6 separate regions of the Mus musculus genome follow, and all the other regions are linked to region 4. Evidence: chromatin contacts called from public HiChIP or PLAC-seq data. All regions are on one chromosome and are shown on one strand. Each heading gives the region's core, a stretch centred on a gene start, on an enhancer-like site or on the middle of the called end of the contact. The rest is flanking DNA. Distances are from core to core; before and after follow the strand shown.

Region 1 (3,772 bases), core at 47-2,546, 170 kb before region 4:
TCAGAGGAGAATCAATTTTAGGCCATGAATAAGAACTTTGCAGAAGAAAAAGAGTAATGCGTTTGAAGTTAAAAATCCATCCCTCCTTTCCCCTCTCCATGCCTTCTGTGTCTCTGTCACTTCTTTCTGTGGCATGTAGTGACATCCTGGGATTGACTTAAAAATAATGCCAAACAACATCCACAGAAAACTGTGTTGACACTCTGGAAATGGATGTCTGGTAATGCAGAAGATGGATCCGGGGAGACCCAGGAACTCACACTAAAGGTAAAGATGAAGAACTTGGAGGAGGACATTTTATGAGTACAGGAAAAACCATTTCTGAAATAGTATATGATTGTAGGTACTCTGTGACTCAGACATTTTCAGTCATATTTTTTTTTCAATGTAAGTGGACATTTAACTCTTTCATCTACTGCCTTCCATGCTTGAGGGCTAACACCGGGGAGAGCACCTTCTGGGTTCTAAGCCCTAGGGACTCAGGAGTGAGTGGGTTTTCTCTCAGCCCCACTTCTCAGGTAAGCTTTATCTCCCCTTACCATGGACCCACTGTTTGGGCTTTCCTGGTTATGGCTTGGGGAAGCAGCTCCCGTCTCCCCATCTCACCTCAGCTTTCAATTTACCTGTGGAAGGCACAGATGCTAAGATTGTCATTCCTGAGCAAGTCTGTTCATAATATCCCAGGAAGGTGATCCAGACAGACACGGGTTAGGTTGGGTCTCATCCCTGGACTGCTCAGCTGTGACCACATTTTACCTGTTCCGCTTGACTTGTGTGTGACTGGAAACACAGTGGACATTATTAGAGACATAACATTTGGTGTGTGTGTGGAGGAAACCAACATTTACAGGTCTGTGTATGGTAGAAGATGGGAGGGTTTTGGGCAGTGAGTAACATGTGAAGATGTGCATTTGGTTTTCCTGTGAGGAATGACATCATTGGCAAAGACTATGAATAGACTTTCAGAAGAGTGTATGAGAGGAACCAGGGATCTTTTGAGACCCTGAAGAGTTTTGAAATAGACAGTGATGGCCCGCAGTGAAACTATGTTTCCTGCCAATCTTCTAGGAACTGACAGAAGCTGAAGACAGCAGAAGGAAGAGGGGGCAGTTGGTGGATGAACTCTGAGGAGAGATGAACACACTCAGACATAGCTGGTGGAGGGGTTTCCCGTCCTGCGCCCTGGCTTCCCGTTTGTGGAAAAACATTCTCTCTGGAGTCAGACAAGCATAGAGAATCTCTGACAAGACTTAATGGTGACAAAATGTGAGGACTCATGAGTCACCCTGGCTGGTGCTGTCTGCTGAATGTGTGGGCCCAGATGCAAACACACACCTTACACAAGGGCAGGCTCACTGGTTAACAATGACTCAACAGAGGTGGTACAGATAAACGGGATGACTCACAAGTTCAAATTCTGCAGTTCCTTCCTGTGGTTGGAGGACAGGTGATTTTCAGAGTGATCACCTCCGAGGGCCACTTTCTCCATGTCTTATCTTTAATTCTCCAGGTCAGTTCAGCCTTTTGGGACATCTGTGCTAGAGATTAGGCCAGCCATATTAGGATCTTAGCCTGTTAGTCGGTTTTCTCTGAGATACCCGTCGTCAGCTTCTTTATTCTAATTGTTCATCCACAACTTTTCTATTCTCATACATGCATGTGGGGTGCTGGGGTGCCTGCCTGAGGAGTGATACAGATTTGAAGTGCCTCTGAGGGCTGTCCGGAACTTGCTTTATGTAGAATTTGTTTCAGTTGGAGACTCTTCAGCCCTCTGCCTCCACGTGCGTATGTGTGTGTGCATGTGCATGTGTGCATGTCTAGGGCAACGGTGTAGTACCAGCAGGGAAATATGGCCCAGAAAGTCCTCGGACCTTTCTCACTCTCACTTACTAATCATGCCGAGCCTTGGGCAGGATATTTGACTGCCATTTTTCTCACTTGTAAATTAACCTCCTCTATGAGGGTGATAGAAGAATAAATGTGACATTTCTGTAACATCTCTGTCTGGAACATCACACACCAAGTTGTGCTGATTGAATTGGCATGATTTCCGAGGATCCTTTTCTGGGTGGTGTTTCTACGCAATATCTGACCAGGGCCATGACTGCTGGCGTATGAAGGCCTCTCTAGAAAGGGATCATTTTCCTTGTCCCCCTAATGTGACTCCAGCTGACCGGCCTATGGTTCTGAATATTGGATACAGGTTGTTCTCTGCAGGAGGGTCCCCGGGCTGAAGGATCGTGGACTCCATGCGTGTTCCCTCCACCTTTCTTGGGGCTTAAGACCCCGTATTTTGAGCCTCAGAGAACCTGGCATAGCATGTGTTGCTCATCCAGGATCTCACCTGGGACTGGAGAGAGTATAAAGTTACTCTTGCCTGAGCCACACTGCCTTTGCATACTCGGCTTCCTCCCTCTGAAGCAGTCTTCTCACATCTGGAGCAAACCTTAGTCATTCTTTAGCAGGCTGCTCATTGCAAAGCATTTTCTGGCCATGCTCAGGGAATTCCGTTGCTCCCTTTTCTGTGTACCCCAGCTCTGTGCTGGTGCCTATGTCTAAGCTCCTGTTAGTTACCTGCGGCTTGGGACTGTCAAGGCTGTTCAATTTCATCGGCTCCCCTGCTGGTTCTGTTTTCTGCATTGTAAAGTCATTCTCTTGGTTCCCAAGGGCACTCTACTTTCTCTGGCCCCAAGCTTGTATACATGTCAGTCCCTCTTCTGACAGCCCTGCAGACGACCCCTGTCCCGTGCGTCCTTGGCCTCAGCCTGTATGGAGAGCTTCTATGGGGAATGTTGCCAAGCATGTGCATCTAAGGTGGTATTCCCGTGGATTCTGTGGTCCCATGGATTCTCTTAGTCCCTGTCACGTCTCTGCCACTGCATCACCTGCCTGGCTGGACTGTGTGTGAGGGAATGGGATTCTGTGGCTTGCTCTACGCTACATTCCAGATTCTGGCACTGGCCTAGAGTAGCCACTTGCCACATCGATTTTCATGTCCGTTTGTTTCTTGCCAAAAAGTGTTAGCTCCTTGGAGAGGAGCCGATCTCCATGCCAAGCCTGTCTCCAGTGTCACTGTGGGCTTCTCACTCAGGCTGACTTATGCCATGGACTCCTAGGCCCCATTACAGCAAACTCCAAACTTTTTTTTTTTGCCATCAAATTTCTTTTTTTAGCATCAGAGAAGGAAGAAGATGGCAGAAGTCCCAGAGACCTGGCTCTGTGCAGATTGCAAAGGCTCCTCCATCTCTGGCAGGTGGTCCTGCCTGCCTTCCTTCCCTTCTTCTCCTCTCGTCCCTTTGCCCTGCCCCTCCCCACCTCCCCAGCTGAGCTGTTACTGGCAGTTAATATTTCTGAGCTTTTCTGAAGGCTGAGAGGCGCTCTGGCCTCGATGGAGAGTGTGGATCAGTTTTGTCCAGGCATGGGCCTGCCACGCTTAGTAACTGTTCCCTCAAATCTGGTCACTGCCAATCTGACTCTGCCTTCTTCATTTGATCAATATGTCGAGTGCTGGGGTCAATGGGAGTTGTCCCATGGGTTCCTGGCTCATTTATTAAAAATGTGGAACAATTTAAGCTCTTGCTGCACTGACTGCAAGGCCCCGTGCACATGTTTCCAACAGGCCAGGGGGAGGGGTGGGGCTTCGAGGTCAAGTTTCAGATGCGATTAATTCAATGTAAAGGTGAGCTTGCCAGGCCTGGAAGAAAGAAAAACTGACAGTTGATTTATGATCTGGCTTTTAAACAAATCACCCCTAAAACCTAGCTCTTTTCAT
Region 2 (4,112 bases), core at 953-3,452, 150 kb after region 4:
CAGAAGACTCCGTGTCAACTTTCTGAGGAGTGCCTCTAAGAATAGTTTGTGTTTTATTCCAATCATTACTCTGTGGGCATTCCTGGAACAAAAGGGCTGTTCTTTTCTTCGTTTAAAAAAATGTATTTACTGTGGGTGGTGGTAGTGGTGGTTGTGGTGTGTGTGTGTGTGTGTGTGTGTGTGTGTGTGTGTGTGTGTGTGTGTGTAGGTCAGAGGACAACTTTCAGAACTCGAATCTCTCCTTCCAGTGTGGCTTCCAGGGCTCGAACCCATGACATAAGCCTTGGCAGCGTCTTTACCCACTAGAGCCTTTCTTTCTTTCTTTCTTTCTTTCTTTCTTTCTTTCTTTCTTTCTTTCTTTCTTTCTTTCTTTCTTTCCTTCCTTCCTTCCTTCTTTCTTCTTCCTTCCTTCCTTCCTTCCTTCCTTCCTCTCTCTCTCTCTCTCTCTCTCTCTCTTTCTTTCTTTAATCTTTTTTTTACAGTCCAGTTGTTATCCCCCGCCTGCTCTGCCCTCTGACTGTTCCTCATCCCATACCTCCCCACCCCCTTCCAAGGGGATGTCCCCACCCTTACCCAGACCTTCCCACTCCCTGGAGCCTCAAGTCTCTCAAGGGTTAGGTGCATCTTCTCTCACTGAGGCCAGATCAGACAGTCTTCTGCTGTGGATGTGTTGGGAGCCTCATGTCAGCTGGTGTATGCTGCCTGGTGGGTGGTTCAGTATCTGACAGATCTCAGGGGTCCAGGTTAGTTGAGATTGCTGGTCTTCCTATGGGGTCGCCCTCCTCCTCAGTTTCTTCCAGCCTTTCCCTAACTCAACCACAGGGGTCACTGGCTTCTGTCCATGGTTGGGTGCATCTAAGTCTTTCAGCTGCTTGTTGGGCCTCTCAAGGGACAGTCATGCTAGGCTCCTGTCTGTAAGCAAACCATAGCACCAGTATAGTGTTAGGTCTTGGAGCCTCCCCTTGAGCTGGATTCCAAGTTGGGCTGGTCACTGGACCTCTTTTCCCTCAAACTCTTCTCCATCTCCATCCCTGCAGTTCTTTCAGACAGGAACAATTCTGGGTCAGAGTTCTGACTGTGGGATAGCAACCCCATCCCTCCATTTGATACCCTATCCTTCCACTGGAGGTGGGCTCCACAAGTTCCCTCTCCCCACTGTAGGGTATTTCATCTCAGGTCCCTCCCTTTGAGTCCTGAGAGTCTCTCACCTCCCAGGTCTCTGGTACATTCTAGAGGGTCCCCCCACCTCCTACCTCCCAAGGTCGCCTGTTTCCATTCTTTCTGCTGGCCCTCAGGACTTCAGTTCTGTCCCCCCCCCCATACCTGACCATGTTCCCCTCTTCCCCTCCCTGTCCTCTCTTCTACCTGGGTTTCTTCCTCCCTCTGCCCCCATGATTGCTTTCTTCTCCCTCCCAAGTGGGACTGAGGTATTCTTACTTCCACCAGGGCCTCTTGCCTGTCTGAAATGTTCTTTTCAAATAGCCCCGTGCTAGCTCTGGCTACCACGGTGACAACAGAGTGCCAAGTGCTCACCTGGTGCCCTCCTCCTCACAGGCTTATGGAGAACAAGGCCTCTTCTAATTCTCGCTGTGCCTATCCTTGCTGAGACAGGAGTCTCGAAGCCATAGCTCCAGCACCTATGGGTGAGCACACATCCCATCTGGCTCTTGCTAACATAGTTAGGGAACAACATGATGCCTGTGAGCCCATTTTGTATAGTCCAGGCATTTCTCAGCCCTACAGTGAATTCTGTTGCCTCACTTCAGACACTGTCTGAGGGAGGCTGAGGGAAGCCTTCGGCTGTGGTCTCAACCTCTCTAGAGTCTGATTTTCTAACATTTCTCTAAGTGATTCTGGTGTGATGGATTTCTTAGCCAAAGTGAACAGCACTGTAGGTGGACAGGTGGCTGTCAGTTCCCTGCCACCCACCAAGAAACTCAGCACCTTTTATCACGCCCGCCCACCCCATGCTCTCCCGGGGCCTCCAGGGGCCTGCTTTTCCTGCTGCACCTGGAGGAATTCTACCTTCTCCTCCAAGTCACCATTCGTCATCGGCAGCTCCTGCTCCCGAGTTGGACAGTTAAGCATGCAGGGCAGGGAGGGGGTGACTCATTGGCACACACTCAGGGCCTAGCCCCAGCACTTGGCCCAGAACGGGCCTTTATTACTCTATACCTCTCATTCACGTTTCTCCAAGTTCTCACACTTACGGAGGTGAGTGCCGTGACAGCTCATGCTGCACGTGTTAATGACACACCAGGCACCCGAGACAGATGAGATCAGAGAACAGAAATGAAAGTGGCTTAGATTTGGGTGAGAGGCTCTAGCTTACTCATGCCAAGGGTTATTGCAGTTGAAATCTAGCTGTGGCTGGTGATCAAAAGCCTTACAGAGTGAGGGGGCAGAGAGGATCCTGGGGGGACGTTCATGAGCCCTGTGTGCATGGAGCCCACTCCAGTGCACACACAACAACAGCAGCCACTCCCTGACACCCCCCCCCCCCCGTGCACTCACACCCACACTTCCATTCACCTCCTGACACAGCTGTCTGGAGTCACTGCCCATTCAGCCCTCTTTGCACTGTTCAGTCAGGCACTACAGGAGTAAGAAAATTATCCTCATTATCACTGAGGATAGCTTAGGAAATCCATTCTTTTGTGTGTGTGTGTGTGTGTGTGTGTGTGTGTGTGTGTGTGCGCACGCGTGCACACACGCGCAAACTCATATACACACACAAAACCACACACACACATACCAGGAAGCCTCACAACAGTCAACTTGTAACAGAAACTAGGATGCTCTACAGCGACTTGTCCAAACTTGAGTATAGGCCCAGCTCTATCTGGACTATGAGAGGATTTACTGTTACATAAAAGCTAGCCACTGCACCGGTCTCCTTGCCTCTCCCTGACTGCAGCTGCGCACCTTCCTTAGAAACCTTTCTTCTCTACACTTATTCTCTTTTTCTTACTATTCTCTTGCTCTCCCTCCCTCCCTCCCTTCTTCCCACCTCTCTCTCTCTCTCTCTCTCTCTCTCTCTCGCTCTTTCTCCCTCCCTCCCTCCCTTCCTCTCTATCAGTCAGTCAGTCAGTCAGTCTGTCTGTCTGTCTGTCTGCCTCTGTCTCCCCCCCCATTCTCTCGCTCTCTTTTCATCTCCCCATCTTCTCTATTGTCTTCCATTCTTATAGTTTCCTATCCCTGGCCATATCCAGTCTGCTTCTTTCTTTATGCTCTGGAATCTTCCAGATGCCTCTGTTTTTGTTTTTTGTTTTTTTTTCTCTTATATCCACAATAAAAACTTTACCCGTATCATGGACTGGTCATGTCAGCAGTTTCTATACTGAACCCCCTCACATACAGGTTCCATGGGATGGGGACAGAATTAAGTTGCTATAACGAGAGATAGGTTGTGAAGCCACTCTCCAGGACACTGCAAGTCACCTACAGTGCTGAGTAGTCATGTGAGCACATGGCATATGGCACACGGTATGACACGATGACGTCATTGTTATAGCAACTCAATTCTGTCCCCATCCCATGGTGTATGGCCTTCTTGCTGGTTACTTTCTCCCTGGCTAATTTCATTCATGCCTGTGGCTTTAGTTAACAATGTCCAAAGAAGATACACATCTTCACCCAGGTCTATAGTGCACCTCCTACTTGATAATCATCTATGGAATGCTGACTAATGGCTCGGTTTCTGCATCCAGGAACCTGGTATGGTTCCACCCTCTTCACTTAGTCACTTGGATTAGATTTATCACGTCCAATCCTGCCTTTTAATCCATGATAACAAATTGGGGTAGGGCAGAAACACAACTGTGTTATGTGTGCTGGTTATAAAAGAGAAGGGCTCAGCTTCGGGATGTTGGTGGGTGCAGAGAGAACCTCAGTGGAACAGAAGGTTTCACTGGGGCCTCCTGCTGTATTCTGAGGCTCCAGTCTCTTCAGTCTCCCTTCAGAAATCCACACTTTCAGAAGTGAGCTTGTATAGAGAAGGGGTAGCAGGGGGGTGCAGGGGTTTCTAACTCCTAATAGTCTAAGCCTTCACATCTGCAGTATCATCCAGCCTTCACATCCAGTATCAGGGCTATGCTCCTTTTCAGAGAAGT
Region 3 (3,965 bases), core at 315-2,814, 220 kb before region 4:
ATTCATCTGAGGTATGAGCCTGTGGTACCAGCTTTCTTCTCTCATGAAGAGAGCCAAGTGCCGTCTGTTCTCTTTGGGGCTTTTGCCTGTAGTGGACAGTGAAGGCTGCTGGCTTGATCAAACACGTACCATGGTTCTAGCAAACATGCTTCCCCCTTCCCGGTTGTGCCCTTGTTTGACTTCATTCTATACAACTTGATTAGGGTCTCCTCTTAAGTCCCATCTCATGATAGTATTATTATTATATCCTTGAAGGTAGTAATTAGAGTTATGAAGAGTCGTTTTTTCCTGGTTCTTTTCCTGAGTGGCTGGACTTTAGCTAATTCATTTAATCTCCTTGAATCTTAGTATTTTCATCCTTTAAATGATAGTGAAGTGTGTCTTGCTGAATATTACCTGTTTCTGGTAAATGTGCAAAGAAATGACTGTCAAAGCAAGCAGAAAACTGCTAAATGAGCATAAAATCCAAAAAAATTTATCATTTTATGACTTTTGAAATTCATTATAATGCCTGACACTTTGCAGGCACCAGCCAACTGGTGCGCCTCCATCTATTATTTAATGTGGTGAGGGGATATGCTATCACTTGTCACCACTAAGGACCCACTAAATCTCATCTCATTCCATCCCCCCACTTCTCGTTTGATGAAGAGGAACCTGAGGCTAGGAAAGGTTAAGCAACACATTCAAGGTCACACAGCTAAGAGCCTGTGCTCTCACGGGGTTCCCACATTTGCCTTCCTCTGGTCCCAGAACAGGGACAGCTTCTGGTCATGCTAAGAGGTAAAGGATTCAGCCAGCTCTATGAAGGTATTAAAGGCAGAGCTGGGACCAGCGCGAGGCCTGTCGGCTGTCGGTCCAGTGCTCAGCTCCGGCTCCCTTTCTGGCAGAGGTGGACACCTGAGATAGAAGGAGGCTCTCGTAGCTTCTTCTGTTCTCACCTCTTGGAGGCGTGCCTCTCACGGTCCAGGTTTCTTTTTTGTCATCGAATATATTTATATTTATATTCCTTTCACAAAGGAGAAAATGGGAGCATAGAGAGATCGCCTGAGCTTTTCTCTTCCAGGTAGAACACTTCCACATACTGCAGTAAGAGGAGAAAGCCGGATGGTTGGAATTTGAATATGAGGAGACACGTTAGTGACAAGCAGTAAGGCTGAACTGGAAGAAGCCAGCCAATCCCCTTCCACTTCCTTCCTGAGGTCTTTGCCTCTTCTGAGCTTGGCTTAGCCCTGACCGGAGTGAGCTCAGACACGACAGAAAGAAAGAGGAAATAGATTGTGTTTGTCTGTGGTGCTAGAGTAAGATACGGAGCAACAGTCACCCTAAAGGCCAGCCTGGACTTCCCCAGCTGACATTTGCTTTACTCGGGGGATCGATAATCTTGGCCGCAACACCTACAAAACCTGGGCCTGAGCTGCCTCCATTTCCAGCCTGCTTGGGTTTCAGTTCTTTCCAAGGTATCATTTCCTGGTTGTTTCTTTGGCAGTTTCTTCTGCACCGGCAAGGTTTAGTGTGCCCGGGCGTTTACCAGGTGTTGGCTCCCCCCTGCTGTCAGAAAGAAGCATTGCAAGGACTTGACAAGTTGCGTGTATCTCATGAACTCAAGAACTCATTGTCTGGGAGTGCTTGTCTCACGTCTCCTCAACAAGACATTGACTGTCCACGCGAGTGGGTCCAAGATCGGTAGCCATCAGTGCTCAGTTCACACTGCTGTTTATGCATTAAGGGAGTCGGTTTATGGAGCAATCAACGTGGTTTAGCACGCAATGCTTTCTAATTTCTGAGAACTTGGGCCTTTTGTTAAGGCCACTCCCAGCCTTCCTGGCCTCCTCTGAGCAGGCAGCATGGATACTTCTGATCGCGGTGGGAGCTGAATCCACCTTAGGTGCCTTGACACTCTCAGGCTTTTTACAGCAGGTCACCAGAGACTGGAGTCCCTTCAGGGCTGAGGAAGTGGAAGGGTTTCATCAGTCTACTGAGAGCTACCGGCCACTTGAGGTCCTCAGGGTTGGAGAGGCTAAGTTTCCTTCTTATTTACATTGCTGAACTGTCCTAGAGCAGTGGTCCTGGGCTCCTGTTACCAGCTTCAGAGGCTTGTCTCAGCCCTTAGGGCAGGGGCTCTCAGCCTTTGAATAGAGACTCAACCCCTTTCGCAGGGTCGCAGAAGACCATGGGAAGACGTAGAAATTTACATTACAATTCATAAAGATAGCAAAATTAAAGTCATAAAGTAGCAATAAAATAATTTTATGGCTGGGGGTCACCACACCACGAGGAACTGTATTAAAGGGTCACAGCATCAGGAAGGCTGAGAGCCACCGCCTTAGGAGGCGTCTACATCTTCAGCTCATGCTCCGTCTCTTGTCTGGGCTTCTTGTTTTCCTTGCCTTTCAGGTTCCCATGTTCTTAAAGTCCTAGAGGTCATAGGTTCCCCAAAGCTTCTTTCCAAAGAATAAAGGCCACCGCCCACTACTCTATATTGTAAGCACGCACTGTCTCTTGGGTTCCTCCTCATTTGTGTGACTCAAGCCTTTCTTACCCCCATAGGTACTACTCGGGACTCTCTCCCAGGGTGCATTGCTTCTGCTCCAGCTAGAATATAAATAGCTGGCTGCCAGTCCCTGGGCCGTCCCCTCAATACTTCAAACTGTGTGTGCCAGGGAGGGATTCAGCCAGGAGCGCACAGAGATGGCTCAGAGACTCCGGCTTTCCAATGGCCTGTGTCACTCAGCAGGCCCCGAGCATCTGTAGATTCTAAGCAAACATTTTATTTTGTCTTTGTCTGCATTATGACATGGTTTGTGATCCCCCCCCCCCACTTATCACATCTGCAGTGTGTTGGGTGTCTACAGTGTTGGAGATGAGGCTGGGGCTGACGCTGTATTCTGGACGATGTTTCCCACAGGTGATTTGTGCTTTACCCAGCACAAGGGCAGCTTCTGGTCAGGCAGAGAGGTAAAGGATTCAGGCAGCTCCATGAAGGTATTAAAGGCAGAGCTGGGACCAGCGTGAGGCCTGTCGGTCCAGTGCTCAGCTCTGGGCTCCCTTCCTGGCAGAGGTGGACCCCTGGGTCAGAAGGAGGTTCATGAAAGCCCCTCTCATCGAAGATGACAGAAAGTTTCAAAGGCAAATAAATATTCACTGGAGGCAAAGTGTGAACACTTCAAAGGAGAGTCACTGAAACATTCCCTTCGGGGGAGGGAGAGGGGGGGATGACACTTAGAGTTCAGAAATCCCAGAGGGTAGTGTGTCTGGCCAATCTCGGTAAGATGGGCAGGTACTTTCTCTTATTAATGTTTTGAAATCCCTCCTTTTTTTTTTTTCTTCTTTTACAAAGGGGAAAAAATGTTATCCTCAGGTCATGAAGCTGATGTGGGCTCAGGAAGCCTGTGATCACACACACACACACACACACACACACACACACACACACACACAAAGAGAGAGAGAGAGAGAGAGAGAGAGAGAGAGAGAGAGAGAGAGAGAGAGAGAGAGAGAGAGAATCAATGCTTCTTGATTTTATCCAGCTCCCAACCTTTTGTCCCTCTCAGCTATCCATCTGCTCCTCTCCCCTCATCCTTGGGAGCCTCTGCAGAGGTGCAGGTGACAGCAAAAGCTCTTCCTCAGAGGTGTGAGCTCACCTAAGTCCCCTGCCCCCACAGGACCCTCCTGAGACCCTTCCCTTTCTTTCAAAGCACCTTCTCTATTTCAGCCTTGCGTCTCCCCTCCCCCATTATCATCACCCTCTCTGTTATGATTTCAACCCCCCAAGACCTCTGTTGGGACTTGCTCACATTCTCCTGACTCTCAGGGGGTCTTCCTGCTGGTTGGTATTTCTCAACATCAGCCCCTTCCCTTGGGCTTCCCCACCCCTTTGCCCACTTGACAGCTGCCGTGGGGATTAATGATAGAATCTCTCATCCAGGTGCTGGCGGGCAGGAGTGGGAAGGGGCTACATGAAA
Region 4 (4,340 bases), core at 708-3,207:
GAATGGAAGATTCCTATGTAACTACATAGGGTTACAGGCTAGGCTGTCCTACAGGAAACCCTGTCTCAAAAGCAAAAAGAAGAAAAATTGTGTTAGTTTCCAATCTCCACTGCTCAGTGTTCACTTAGGCACATCAGAGGACTGATGGAGCCATTGTCAAGTGCCTGCTGTAGGCCCCAGAGTGGGCTTCTGCCTGTGTGACATCATGAGACATCTAGCGCATAGCAGAAGAAGGCAACATTATAAATTAATCAGGAGCGGGATCACCTGTCAGAGTGGATGGATGGATGGATGGATGGATGGGTGGATAAGCAGCAAGCTCTGAGCTAGTCATGTCTCTGCTTCCCTGTGACACTGGGAGAGGTATCTAGAAAATGATGGGATGAATTGCAAAGTCCTCTCCAGTCCTTACTGCTTGCCATGCTGTGCCATCTTAAGCAAGCCTTGAAGGGCAGCTGGGAAGAGAGCTAAGCGCTGACAGAGGCTAGAGCACCTCGTTGCAGTCTTTTGCATTTACACCAATCTCATAGACTCAGAAATTAAGATAATGGAAGCTGCCAGTCTCCCGGTTTTTAAATAACTTCTTAGGGGGCTGGGGAAAATTAGTGGGTAAGGTGTTCATATTACAAGCACGAGGATCTGAGCTTGATGCCTTAGAGCCCACGGGAAGCTGGGTGAGGTAGCACTCAAACAAGGCGGAAGGTGGCTGGCAGCCATGGATGACCTATGACCTCGACAGGCATGCTGTGATGTGTGCACACTAGCAGATGGAGAGGCACACACACATAGTACACACATCATTTTAAAATTAGATATTGGTGTTATCTTTGTAAGAAGATAAAAATGAAATATATATTCAATACAGAGGGGGGGAATTATAGCTAAATTTTTCCAGTATCTAGTGTGTTAGCTGTGATAGTAAATATTTTCAATGCATTATCTGACTTAATTCTCACAATAGGCAATACTTTTCACAGAGAGGAAACTAACAAATTCCTTATGGAAATTTCCAGTTCCAATCAATTAGTAAAGCTATCCTAACAACAGTTTACCCAGATTCTGTACTTTTAATATAGAAAAGCCAAAAGAAACTCAAAACAATTTAGACTAAAATGTAAACATCAGAGCGACTGAATTAATTTGTTACCTCTCTAGCATTTTAAGATAAAAAAAAATTCTTGAAGTTAAACTGAAATACTCAAATTGAATACTTTATGTATTTCCACACAACCTCAGAAGATTTTATTGGCAAGTTACAAATTAGATGATTAAATATAGGTTGCTCCATTCACCTTACTGTCTTTCATTCCAGTGCCATATTGATTTCTATTCCAATCCCTCCTATGCAGAGATAACTGCATTTAGGACACGTTGCAGAATTATCTACCACATCCCAGGTGTTATCCAGTAGTCAGCCCTTCTTTGTTCTGAGGTATTCAGCTGCTACTGAGACTATGGTAATGTTGAACCTTCTACATACCATGCTTTTCCTATTCTTATAGCTATGAAAAAGCTTAACATATGAAGTAAATCAGTAGGAGACTAACATAGCTAAAAACAAAATAGAAAATTATAACAGTGATATGTTATGTTCTCTGCCTCCCTCCCTCCCTCCCTCCCTCCTTCCCTCCCTCCCTCTGTCCCTTCCTCCCTTCTCTGTCTATCTGTCTCACCCCCACCCCCATCCTGTACTCACACTTCTTGTGATGCTATGATATAATGCCTGCAAGATATAAAAGATGGGGTAAAGCAAATGACCCAGCAACGCGCCACTTTATTAGGCTTCTCTACACACACTCAAGGCAGTAAATCTGATAATCAATTCAGTCGCCAGGTGACTAACAGGTAGGGGTAAATCCATACAATATGGATACTCCAGGCCGAAGGGATGGCAGGCATCCTGGCAGGATAGAGCAAGATTTTTATCCAGCTACTCAGAGCAGCATGCAATTCACAACTGAGTTGTTTATTTCTGGAATTTTCCATTGAATACTTTCAGTCTGTGGTTGACCACAGATGACTGAAACCGTGGAAAGCGAAAGTAGATCAAGGGGCAAAGGTGCGGCTTTAGCTATCTAGAAGTGTTTTATTTGACAGAGGTCTTGCCCCTCAGACTGTGTGCATGGAGAAGGGAGAAAGCCTTTCTTCCTCGTGCTTGCTTGGTTTAAAAGAAAACCACAGTTGTCAGAGCATTAGAAGATGGAAGCACGGCTCTTGTAATTTTCTGATGGAGCTTGCGTGGAGCCACCATCTGTGTGTAGGGCAGTTCTGAGTGTCGTGCATCTGATTTCAATAAGTGGAAGAATAGTTCCATCCTCCAGCGCATTAGCAGGCAGGCACATCTGCTCTGCCTCATGCCGCAGAAGCCAAGAGAAAGCCTCTCTGGTGAAGCCTGTGGTCCAACTTGACAACAGAAGACAGTAGTTGCTGTTGGATCCTTTCCAATCCCCACGGAGGTCACGTTTTGACCCTGAGCCTTTTGGATCATGGAAGCCAAGCTGGTATTGTTCATTATCATTAGTCGTGTTGTCTTGACCAGAAAAGGGGAAATCTATGAAGTCTGGATGCAGGATTCTCAAGTCTGGAATTCCTCCCACACATGGAAAACAAGCCTCAGTCAAGGAAACAATGTCCCTGTGTTTGTCACCCACTCATTTCAGGATCTGACCATGGAGAAGAATTTACTCTTTATCAGAGTGCTCCTCACCTGGGATTGATGAGCCACGTCACTGAGCCACAGTCAGAGGATGCCAGCCAGGTGAATATGTGGCAATTAAAGAAAAAAAAACCACTCTGGCACTCTGTAACTGGAAATGCATCCCTGGCCTTGGCAGGAGTCCCCCATTTGCTGTAATGTTTGGATAATTATCAGCAATAAGATGTTTTATTGAACAGTATTTGGACAATGAAGACGAAAAGCTAAACATGCTAATTATTTCCATGTCAATAAGAGAAATGTCCCTTCATCTTCAGACCACAAACATTTCAACTGGCCTTAGGCAATACTGTAAAGTTGGTAACAAGAGTGTCTGTCCCCTTTCTCTCTCCAAAGGGTTGCCCCTCTCTCAGACAGGGGCTCCTAAGGTCAGGACCACACAGAATCATCTGGTGGATTAGAAGGATCCTTTCCTCAGATAGGTGCAGTCATGCCAGGGACAGGGTTTGGAGAGTAGACCCTTTTTCATCTCCTTGGCTTAATGCCTTGACAGTCTGCACAACTGTGATCTGCACAACTGTGGGCTTCTAACTCTGTCTCTCCACCATTGATGGAATAATACTTTCCTTCCAGCCCATCCAGCTGACTTCTCAAATGACGGTGTCATCCCGAGGACCAGGAACCTCAAATGACTGTGCTTTGCTGGAAGGGGCAGGGGATGTGCCTGTGGATCCCAGGGAACGGTCGGGAAGGGATGCTTCAGGGAATTGTACTGGTAGACCATGAGTGTAGCATAGCAGAGAGAGAGCTTGGGACCACTCGTCTTTCTGTCCATTGGCCAGGCTGCCTTGCTCGCTGCCCACCCTGTGCAGTCTCTTTCCATGAAAACTCCAGGCTCTCTAACCGCTCTTTCTTCCTTGTTGCCTCCTTTAAGAAGACAGAGCCCTCAAACAGCCACCATCATTGCATCTAATCCCCATGCCACCCTAGCAGCCACCTGCTGGCCCTTACTCACCCAATAGTTCCTGTGTTGTGGAGACTCTCTCCCATCTGTACCATGAAGCATGCAGCCTCATGCTTCATGACCTTCAAGATCAGGAGTTAGCAGTTGAGGGTACTGCCATGACCATGCCTGATCCTGTGCTTGAGTGGAAGCCCACTGGCAATGCATAAGAAAGCAAGAAAGTACTAACCTGTTTGTGCATGTATGTGCATACACACATACTTGAACACATAGGTGTGCACACACGCCACACAGGTGCCACATCTTTTTTTGCACCAAACTGCCACAGCAAAACTTGAACCTCAGGGGTGGCTGTCCATCCTTACTTCCTGATAGTCTTCATTAAAATGTCAAAATCCCTTTTCTTTTGGGAAATCTCTCTATAGAGCTACGATGCTAAGTGGGTATACGCAGATGGTAGATTCTGTTCATTTAGAATGTTGCTGTCACATGTGGTCTATCCTGTAGCACCCACTCACCCGAGGCTACTTGTGCTCAGGGACAAAGTGGCAAACTGCAGCTTCGCCATCTCCTGTCCTGTGTCCTCAGCTGGGCTCCCAGCCCTGACTATTGTGCCTCAGAAACCCATGTTATATTAAGGAAGAACAATGTGAGCCTCGCAGCCTCAGCCAGGCCCGAATTCCTCAGGGGTCACAGCCTGACTCGGGATCTGCCTGGCTA
Region 5 (3,959 bases), core at 578-3,077, 180 kb after region 4:
TTTTATGTTCTCCCCAGTCAGATCTAGCCCACTTGCAGTTTTTCCCCCAGCGTTACCCTTGTTATTTTCTCTGCAACAGCTCAGGAACAGTCTACACTGACAGCAGCCTTGTCCTCACAGCATCCTTTCTGCTCTGTCCTGATTTTAGCTGGTACGATTTCAAGCTTCCCCACCCTACCCCATGCCTACAACGGAGATAGCAACATCAGCACCACACAGGGCAATCCAGTGCTGAGCTGGAGCGGCACAGTGCATATAGAACCACGTGTATGCAGCGGAAAATACTTTCAGGTCATTCGTTTCGATTTATGAATCTGTTTGGCAGCCTTTGTTCTACTCTCTCGCATGAGACTCTGCCAAGTTTATAAATACTTCCTCTGAATGACAATAAATTTGGTCTCCCCTAATCTTTCTCCCCATAGATAAAATCTCATTGAGGTTGGAATAGCACTAACACTCAACAGTAACTGCTTTCTTGCTTGATTTCAACACCCGAAGCAAATGAATCTGAGGGCCTCCTATGTCTGAGGTCACAGGCTGCTTGCCTCCAGGACTCTTGCCTGTCTGTATCCTGACAGTTGGAAGCTCACGCGCTTGGATAACTGCCTCTCATGCTGTTTTGTTTTATGAAGTCAAGACCATTGATAAAACGCAGACAGTTTGCAGAAAGAGCCTAGAGAAGGTCATTCCTCTGGACCCTTGGCTGCACCTTCTCTGACAACAGATGAATTCACCAGATGTATCAGAAGCGGCCCTCTTTTCCTCGTGCAAGATGAGCGTGCCCTTTGTTTGATGAGCCTTGAAGAGCTTAAAGGTAAGGAAGCATAATTATATATCATCTCGATCTCGTTTTTCTCCTTAATTCTTTCTTTATTACTTCTGCAACTTGCCAGGTGCTTAACATAGAGGCAGACACACAAGACTTCTAAAAGGCACTTGCCTATCAACACTGCTATCAAACTTGCAGTTGGCTTGCCTCTATCCCATATCTACTCAACTCCAGAAAACTCACTCAGCCACTTAGTAACTGTCTAAAGAAGTGCTTGGTGCAGGTTATAACCTGAATTGATAATTAACCAATCAATCTTTTTTTTTTTTTAAAGCACAGTGAAAAATCACTATGCTTGCTGCCAGTAAGCATGGGGAAAAATAATACACCTTTGAATCCTGTTTTCTTTCCCTGCAAGTTTGATAGCAGTGTTGATAGGCAAGTGCCTTTTAGAAGTCTTGTGTGTCTGCCTCTATGTTAAGCACCTGGCAAAATATGAATGCAGAGAGAGAAAACCTGTAGCCATGTAGAGGAGAAATAGACAAAGCAGAGGCCAGAGGTCCCAGGGCCAGACACATAGCCCAGTGGGACCCCCAGGGCAGATTTTTTCCTTTCTCTTTTCTCTCCCTTCTTTTCCTCTGCTTCTGTTTCCTCTTCCTTTCTGCTTTTCACCACCCCCAATGTGGAATACATTCGTCAATGCTCTCTACAGCTATGTTTTCTTTTTAAAGATTACTGTTACACCCTAATAACATTGACTAATATATATTTTTTAATTCGGAATTTGTACAATTTCGGTGCCAATTAATAATTATATAAAAATTCCATTTACTTCTTGGGTCATTGGCCTGTAACGTCCACAGGTCTTGACAGGTTTAAATTGAACTGGAAAAGAAACCTTCCTTGTTTTAGGATGCCTCACAGCTGCGATGATTTAGAGAGTTCCCGCTCTTCTTCCCTTTTGCCCCTCCCCCTCTCTGGTTACTCACACTCAGCTGTGTCACCCTAGTGACCAATGAGCAAGGAATCTGCCATAGGTTCCTTGGGGAAGGAATGACTCACAGTAATCCACCTCCCTCCTGACAAGCCACCTGTGACTCCCTCTGCCAAGGGCTGGGGCAGGGCTCTGTACACAATGTGGTCCCCGCTCCATCAAGGCTGCTTGATTGATAGAGAGCCAGGTGGCCGCCAGGCTGGCCCCATGTAAGCCCGCAGGAAAGATACACCAGCGAGGTTCAGAGTCCCAGAGGTGGCCTTCGGGAGTCCAGCATGAGCTAACCCCGTAGGCTCGTAAATTGTCCCCAGATCTGAATTTAAACCTTCTCCGGGCAGAGAAACTTTGAGCTTCTCACTCCGAGTTTCGGGCACGTTATTTTCATCTACGGATAAAAGATAATAAAAGGTAACACTGCCCATTTAATGGATTTCTTGAGAGCATCCAGGACGCAGTATCCAGAAAGTTCCTAGAGGATGGGATAAGAGTAAGGAGAATGGAGGCAGACAGGGACCAACTCCTGGGTTCATCTAGAGTAGTATGGGAGAGCAGAGTCCAGCCAGCCCTCGTATCAAAGAGAAATATCTTGCTTCCAACAATGGTTGTTTCCTGCTCTTGCTGACTACACAGCACCACCTAGGGGCGGAGCACGCTTGGAGCCGACCAAGGTCCCGCAAGGAACGTTAACCCCACAGAAAGCCTTTGCCTCTTTTGGACTTCCCAGTCTCCACGGCTCCTCTTGCCTCTGCTCTCTCTTCCCTGGCCCATGTCCTTTCCCACCCAATCCTCGTTTCTTCTCATCCTCTTTCCCTAATGCACTGTTTTTCACACAGGGGTCCTCAGGGCTTTGAACTGAATGTAAATCTGTGGGAAGTCAGATAACATCCATTCTCAAACAGCCCTAACCCTCTTCTTACACTCCCTGCGATTGACTTCTTTTAGATGGCACCAAGGATTGCCATGGTTACATTGTCCTTGGGCTGGGACAGGGACCTCTAGTGCTGTGGACAGTAGGGCCTGGGGATTTCCACTTCGGTCAGCGAGAGTGCAATGAGATGGGTCACTCTCAGGTCATATCTCTATCCCAGGAGCCTATTTTTCCTAGTGGGAATCCTTACTCTCTGACTAAACTTAGATGGAAGAACAGAGTTGGAGAGTTGGCTCTGTGGTTGATAGAGTTAGTTATTTTTACAGATGACCTGGGGCTCTGTTTCTCAGCTCCTACATGGCAGCTCACAGCTGTGTGTAACTCCATGGTATCCAATACCCTCTTCTGACATCAATAAGTGCAGTATATACCTATGGTACACATACACACATTCAGGCAGTGCACTTATTGCAAACAATAATTTTAAAATTTTTATATAGAGATGTATATGCATGCATATATGTATACATATACATACACATATATACACATATGTACACATATATGCATACATATATACATATACATGAACACAAAAAAATAGAAGAGTGAAGGGTTATTTTGGCTAAGTCTACATTTTATGAGACTTTCCAATTTCAACCATTATTCTAGAAACTGTGACATATATACAGGGCTGAAGTATTTGTTTTAAAACACATTTATGGGCTTGAGAGATAGCTCAGAGGCTAAGAGTATTGTCTCCTCTTCCAGAGGTCCTGAGTTCAATTGCCAACAATCACATGGTGGCTCACAACTATCTGTAATAGGATCTGATACCCTCTTCTGGTGTGTCTGAAGGCAGCTACAGCGTACTCACATACATAAAGTAAATAATTAAAAAGAAAAAAGACATTTACAGAGAGATGTTGGATTCAGTTCAGCATTCTCTCCACACCTCCTTAAGTCTCTCTCATTCTTCTCAAGAGGTAAGATTTGCTTTCAAATCCCAACAAGTTGTCCTTGAACTGAGATCAAGTTTGTTCAATATAAAGTGTTTCAAAACCGCAACATGAGCACTGCAACGTGATAATAAGTATTCCTGAGTGTTATCAGAATACATCACTTCAATAGTCTATGTGTTCCTAAATTTCCCAGAAAACTATTGAATGCCAATGGAGGTGGTCGAGAGCATAAGTATCGAGTTACTGCATTCCTCTTTACTCATGGTTTGCCAGACCTGATGTTATTTGGTGTACACATTTGCTCTGATTACCGCACACAAAATTCAAAGTCAGTTTGGATTTTAGAAGTCATCTAGTTTACATCAA
Region 6 (4,220 bases), core at 325-2,824, 190 kb before region 4:
GTCAGCAGGGAGGAATCTTTTCCTTCTTCCTGTGCTTGTCTCTCTGCTGGTATTTCCCACAGGCCAGCCCCAGCCAGAGCCAACAGGCCTGGCCAGAGCAGGAGGGAGGAGACCCTGCTACAGAGATCAGAGTGGCTACAGTGTCAGGAACTGGCTGGAGGAGTTGGTGACCTTCCTATTAGTTTTTGTTTATTGTAAATTTCCACTTGGCCAGACTGGACATTTTATCTTTTGTGAGTGAGGCAAAAGCCTGGAGAACATTTAGAGAATTATTTACACCTATTATATTTTAAACTGGACAGTACCTCAGCAGCTCAGCAGTGATGCAATCGATACTCAATGTTCTTACCACAAGCTTAACCAAATGTTAATATTCTACCAGATTTAGTTCAAATATTTATTTAAGGAAATAAAGTGTTGCAAATTCAGCTATAACCATCTCCCCTAACCCTAACCTCCCACCTTGTAGCCATTTACCCCCTGAAGTGTCACCTTCTGTAACACTGTGATATATTCACAAACAACACACAGTAGGTATGTTTATTTTTAAGTGGTTAAAACCGAAATCCCATTTTTTTCAACTTAGCTTTCTTTAAACTTAACTATATATTTTTTTGAGATTTATTCGTGTTAATAAGTCACTTGTAGTTCATTCATTGTATTCTTTTTTTGTATGTAGAATATGTGTCATGCACATGTTATGTACATGACAGGGTGTTTGTACATACGTGTGGAGGTAAGGAGTTGACATTGGGTATTGACCTCCATCATTCTCCACCGTAGCTTCAAACCAGGTTTCTCACTGAACCTGGAGCTCGCTGATGCGGCTGGCTAATGAGCCTCAGCGATGTTTGTGTCTTTATTTTTTCCAGGGCTAGGTTATAGGTATAAGCCACCACTCCTGGCTTTTCTCACGGGTGCTGGAGATCTGAATTCAAGGGCCCACACTGATTTGAAGGCCTCATGGTCAGACAGCAAGCGCTTCTCCCCAGCCCCACCAACAGCTCCTCATAAGACCACACTACGCTTTAGTGCACGCCTGTGTTGGTGGATGTTTTGGTTGTTCCAGGTCTCTTCATTTTTCTCTCTTGACCCCCCCTTCCTTTCCTCTTCCATTCTAAATTCCATCATTATTGTTACAGATTCTATGTTAGGCATCCTCAGATCGGATTACATCGCTTCTGAGATTCACACCTGGAAGAGGAACGCCCATCTTCAACTCTACTAAGAATGCTACTTCATCCCCTAGACGGGTTGTACCAATTTACAAAGTCTGCATAAGCCAGGGATATCGAAAGCCTTTTTGTGTCTGCTCCAAAGGGAGTCGAACCTCAAAGGCACTGATTCAGGGGTCCAGGGAGGCTGTAGTGAAAGATCCCTGTTTACTGTTACTGAGACTTCAACGACAGAGAGCACCGATTTTTTGTTCAGGCAGAAATGTTCCAATTCACCTTTCCCCTGGTGGTATATCACTGTATTCATGCTGAATCCACCCAGGGCTGCTATGCAAAGAGGAGAGGAGACTTGCCTGTCCCAGCTCCCTGCAGGGCTGAGGCTGACAAGCCAGCTGGTGCTGTGTGCCAAGCAGCTTGGCAGTGAGCAATTCAGCTGGTTCCTGGGACAGGAGGCAGCAGTGACTGATCACAGAACTGAACATCTTCAGAGCTCTTTTACTCTATAAATATAGTCTTTGCAGAAAGCAGTGAAGATGGCGAAGCTTCCGGCCAACAGCAAACACAGCAAGAGAGGCTAGGGTGTGGCGTGTGAGCTTCGGAGTCAGGAGTTGATCAGGGGGGCTGGTCACCTGTGACGTCATTCTCCAGATTGCAACTCTGTGTGAACAAACACTTCAGTTTGTGTTACAGTTTGGGGGAGTGTTTGTTTTTTAAGAGACAGAGCACAAAATTATGAATTCTAAACTAGGGTCTTGGTAAACTGTCTCTGCTTTGGTGACTCTGAGGGAGGGACAAGAGGCTCAGGGTGTCTGGGAGGGCACTGTCAGTGTCTCCTCAATGGCTGGGCACTATGAATTCAGTGTTGTAGAAGAGTGAGAGTGGAGATAGAAGCTGGGTACTAGAGATGCCCAAAACCAATGAGAGGATGTGTGTTGGAGGGTGTTTGTGTACGTGCACAAAGGAGGGAAACAGGGTAGTGAGAAGCTTGGCAGCCAGTGGTGTAAAGATGAGAAGAACTAGGAACGGTGTTGGGGAGGTGGTTTTGGAGATGGTCCCATAGACTCCACTAGATGCTCAGCCCCTAGTTAGAACTAATTACTAGCTGCTGCTGGTCAGTGATGGATGGGGCAGAGGTGTACTGCGGGTTAGGAAGGACGGGTACGTGCATAACCCCGTGCTCTCTCCCCTGCTTTACACAGGGATGAGTTTAACTGACGAGTGACTGAAACAAACCATGTACCTCTTAAACATCAGTGTGTCTGCATAGAAGACGTCAGGCACTTAGAGAATAAAGTGTTAAAGGATCAAGGTCCTCCCTCACCCTCGGGAACTGGGGGTAGGGGGTTGTCAACAAACTGTCCCTATGAGTTGCAGTAAATAAGGGGGGGAGGAAAAGGGCCTTCTGGAAACCTACTTCAAAGGACAGAGCCATCTTCCAGATGGGCAGTTCCATGGGTCGAACTTGCCTTCCAATCAGAGAGGGGCCCTTGCTTTCAGAATCAAAGTCGGGGACATAGTCTAACACGGTAACAGAATACTTGAAACGCCAGCTTTCCAGGAGCACCGGATTCTGAGTCGGGAGGTCGCTGTGGGGAGGTTGAGTCTCTTCAGAAAACATTGAAGAGGAACAGAAGAAGCGGCTTTCTGGAGAAGCTCGGCTGAGCACATTGATAGACACATTTCTAGTTTCCTCTTGGAACCATTTGGGGTGGCCTGCTTATTCTCATTTTATAGAGGTTACATCCAACAGCTGGGCAGTTTTAACCATTTCTCAGTTACCCAGTTAGTCTATGGTGGGGCCTCTGTTCTTCAGTGGCCTAGATTCTTCTCCAGCTCTGAGGAAATGAGGGCAGTGGTGAGAGTCCTTTCGCAGGCTGTCGATGTGCTGAAGGGCTTTGCTTCTGGTCCATTCCATTGTCTATCACCTCCATCCAGGGAGGATATGCAAGGCAGCATCTGCCACGACAACCTGGAATGTTTCTTGTCCTTGTTGGAGCACTGTGGGTGAGAGGGTGCTGAGTGTGGCCACGCCCTTGTGAGAATTCACACCTGCGAGACCTGTCATGCATACATTTATGTTCAGTTCTTACTGTTGTTATACACACACAGAGAAAGGCTTATCATAAACAAATACCGTCAATTAGTTATATCCAAGAAGTACCTGTGTAACGTCCGTTCACTTGGATGAGGAAAGAGACCAGTTTCCAGAATCTTTTCTCATGACCACTCCTCCATCTCCAAAAGGTAAGCTTCCTTAAAGTCAAGCTTTAAAAAAAATTTTTTTTATTAAAGACAACAACAAACTTCTAATGCTGCAATTGATTTTCCTATCCTCATTTTGACCTTGAACTCAGCCATATGGTATTTCCCTTTACTATCAGTTTCCTTTTTCATGTTGTCAAGTATAGTTTACATATTTCCATGTTGGCATAATGTTCCATTGCACTTGGAGCCCACAACTTAGTGTAGATTTTCCAGTTCATGGGCATTTGGGTTCTCTGCAGTTTTGGCTGTAGAAAAAAGCCACTGTGAACGCTCTGTAGGTCTTTTGGTGATCATATGCATGGGCTTCTGCCGCATAAATCCCAGGGTTATAGGATAAAACTCAATGCCAAACTATTTTCCAAAGAAGCTTCATCGGTTTGTATCAGCAGCACGTGAGAGTGCCTGTCATAGCAAATGCCATTATTTTTTGGGAAAGGTGGTATTAGCCATCTTATGAGGGGTTTGCTATTTTCATTTCCTTACACTAATGAGATCGAACAATTTTTCCTACCTATTAGCCATTTAGGTAATTATCCGTGCCCTGCCCAGAACTTGCTTTTTGAACAGAAATACTTCACATCAGACAATTTATTAATTGTCTCATCAGTGAAGTTATATTGTGGGCTTTGTGTCTGACTTTTTCAATTCAGCATGTATTTTGAAACTGACTTACAATGTGTGTACACCAGAAGTTTACAAAAAATTTTTTTTTATTGCTGAATCGTATTTAATTGTATGGGTGCATCACATCTGTGTTTTTCTTGTTGACAAGATACTTGT

Evidence for each region. HiChIP or PLAC-seq counts read pairs in DNA pulled down with a chosen protein or histone mark.
Region 1: a contact with region 4 is called in a FOXA1 HiChIP or PLAC-seq map of pancreatic cancer cells. The contact joins two enhancer-like sites. A contact is called at or near these places in 3 of 115 datasets of contacts at active chromatin or transcription factors (embryonic fibroblasts, embryonic stem cells and pancreatic cancer cells) and 1 of 9 other capture datasets (liver).
Region 2: a contact with region 4 is called in a FOXA1 HiChIP or PLAC-seq map of pancreatic cancer cells. The contact joins two enhancer-like sites. A contact is called at or near these places in 2 of 484 Hi-C or Micro-C datasets (nephron progenitors and pancreatic cancer cells), 3 of 115 datasets of contacts at active chromatin or transcription factors (cardiomyocytes, fibro-adipogenic progenitors and pancreatic cancer cells) and 1 of 9 other capture datasets (embryonic stem cells).
Region 3: a contact with region 4 is called in a FOXA1 HiChIP or PLAC-seq map of pancreatic cancer cells. The contact joins two enhancer-like sites. A contact is called at or near these places in 1 of 115 datasets of contacts at active chromatin or transcription factors (pancreatic cancer cells) and 1 of 9 other capture datasets (adipose tissue).
Region 5: a contact with region 4 is called in a FOXA1 HiChIP or PLAC-seq map of pancreatic cancer cells. The contact joins two enhancer-like sites. A contact is called at or near these places in 1 of 15 datasets of contacts at CTCF or cohesin (the NIH/3T3 cell line), 3 of 115 datasets of contacts at active chromatin or transcription factors (embryonic stem cells, fibro-adipogenic progenitors and pancreatic cancer cells) and 1 of 9 other capture datasets (adipose tissue).
Region 6: an HNF4G HiChIP or PLAC-seq map of pancreatic cancer cells shows a contact between it and region 4. The contact joins two enhancer-like sites. A contact is called at or near these places in 1 of 15 datasets of contacts at CTCF or cohesin (the NIH/3T3 cell line), 6 of 484 Hi-C or Micro-C datasets (cortical neurons, embryonic fibroblasts, embryonic stem cells and 3 more), 5 of 115 datasets of contacts at active chromatin or transcription factors (embryonic fibroblasts, embryonic stem cells, heart atrium and 2 more) and 1 of 9 other capture datasets (embryonic stem cells).

The regions. Positions count from the first base shown.
Region 1 is chr3:102,657,100-102,660,871 of GRCm38.p6, reverse strand. No RefSeq gene overlaps it. Among named protein-coding and RNA genes, the nearest start is that of Gm40112, 35 kb to the left of the region's middle. Within about 2 kb of position 1,296, at least 32 of the 459 cell types and tissues checked have an H3K27ac peak or open chromatin away from gene starts, as enhancers often do. A contact at or near this core is called in pancreatic cancer cells, where this site is marked.
Region 2 is chr3:102,336,226-102,340,337 of GRCm38.p6, reverse strand. No RefSeq gene overlaps it. Among named protein-coding and RNA genes, the nearest start is that of Gm40110, 34 kb to the left of the region's middle. Within about 2 kb of position 2,202, at least 57 of the 459 cell types and tissues checked have an H3K27ac peak or open chromatin away from gene starts, as enhancers often do. A contact at or near this core is called in pancreatic cancer cells, where this site is marked.
Region 3 is chr3:102,712,765-102,716,729 of GRCm38.p6, reverse strand. No RefSeq gene overlaps it. Among named protein-coding and RNA genes, the nearest start is that of Tspan2, 20 kb to the left of the region's middle. Within about 2 kb of position 1,564, at least 195 of the 459 cell types and tissues checked have an H3K27ac peak or open chromatin away from gene starts, as enhancers often do. A contact at or near this core is called in pancreatic cancer cells, where this site is marked.
Region 4 is chr3:102,488,603-102,492,942 of GRCm38.p6, reverse strand. All of the region lies in intron 1 of Ngf (nerve growth factor), which reads right to left. Among named protein-coding and RNA genes, the nearest start is that of Gm46818, 15 kb to the left of the region's middle. Within about 2 kb of position 1,957, at least 62 of the 459 cell types and tissues checked have an H3K27ac peak or open chromatin away from gene starts, as enhancers often do. A contact at or near this core is called in pancreatic cancer cells, where this site is marked.
Region 5 is chr3:102,308,364-102,312,322 of GRCm38.p6, reverse strand. No RefSeq gene overlaps it. Among named protein-coding and RNA genes, the nearest start is that of A230001M10Rik, 48 kb to the right of the region's middle. Within about 2 kb of position 1,827, at least 56 of the 459 cell types and tissues checked have an H3K27ac peak or open chromatin away from gene starts, as enhancers often do. A contact at or near this core is called in pancreatic cancer cells, where this site is marked.
Region 6 is chr3:102,674,700-102,678,919 of GRCm38.p6, reverse strand. No RefSeq gene overlaps it. Among named protein-coding and RNA genes, the nearest start is that of Gm40112, 18 kb to the left of the region's middle. Within about 2 kb of position 1,574, at least 72 of the 459 cell types and tissues checked have an H3K27ac peak or open chromatin away from gene starts, as enhancers often do. A contact at or near this core is called in pancreatic cancer cells, where this site is marked.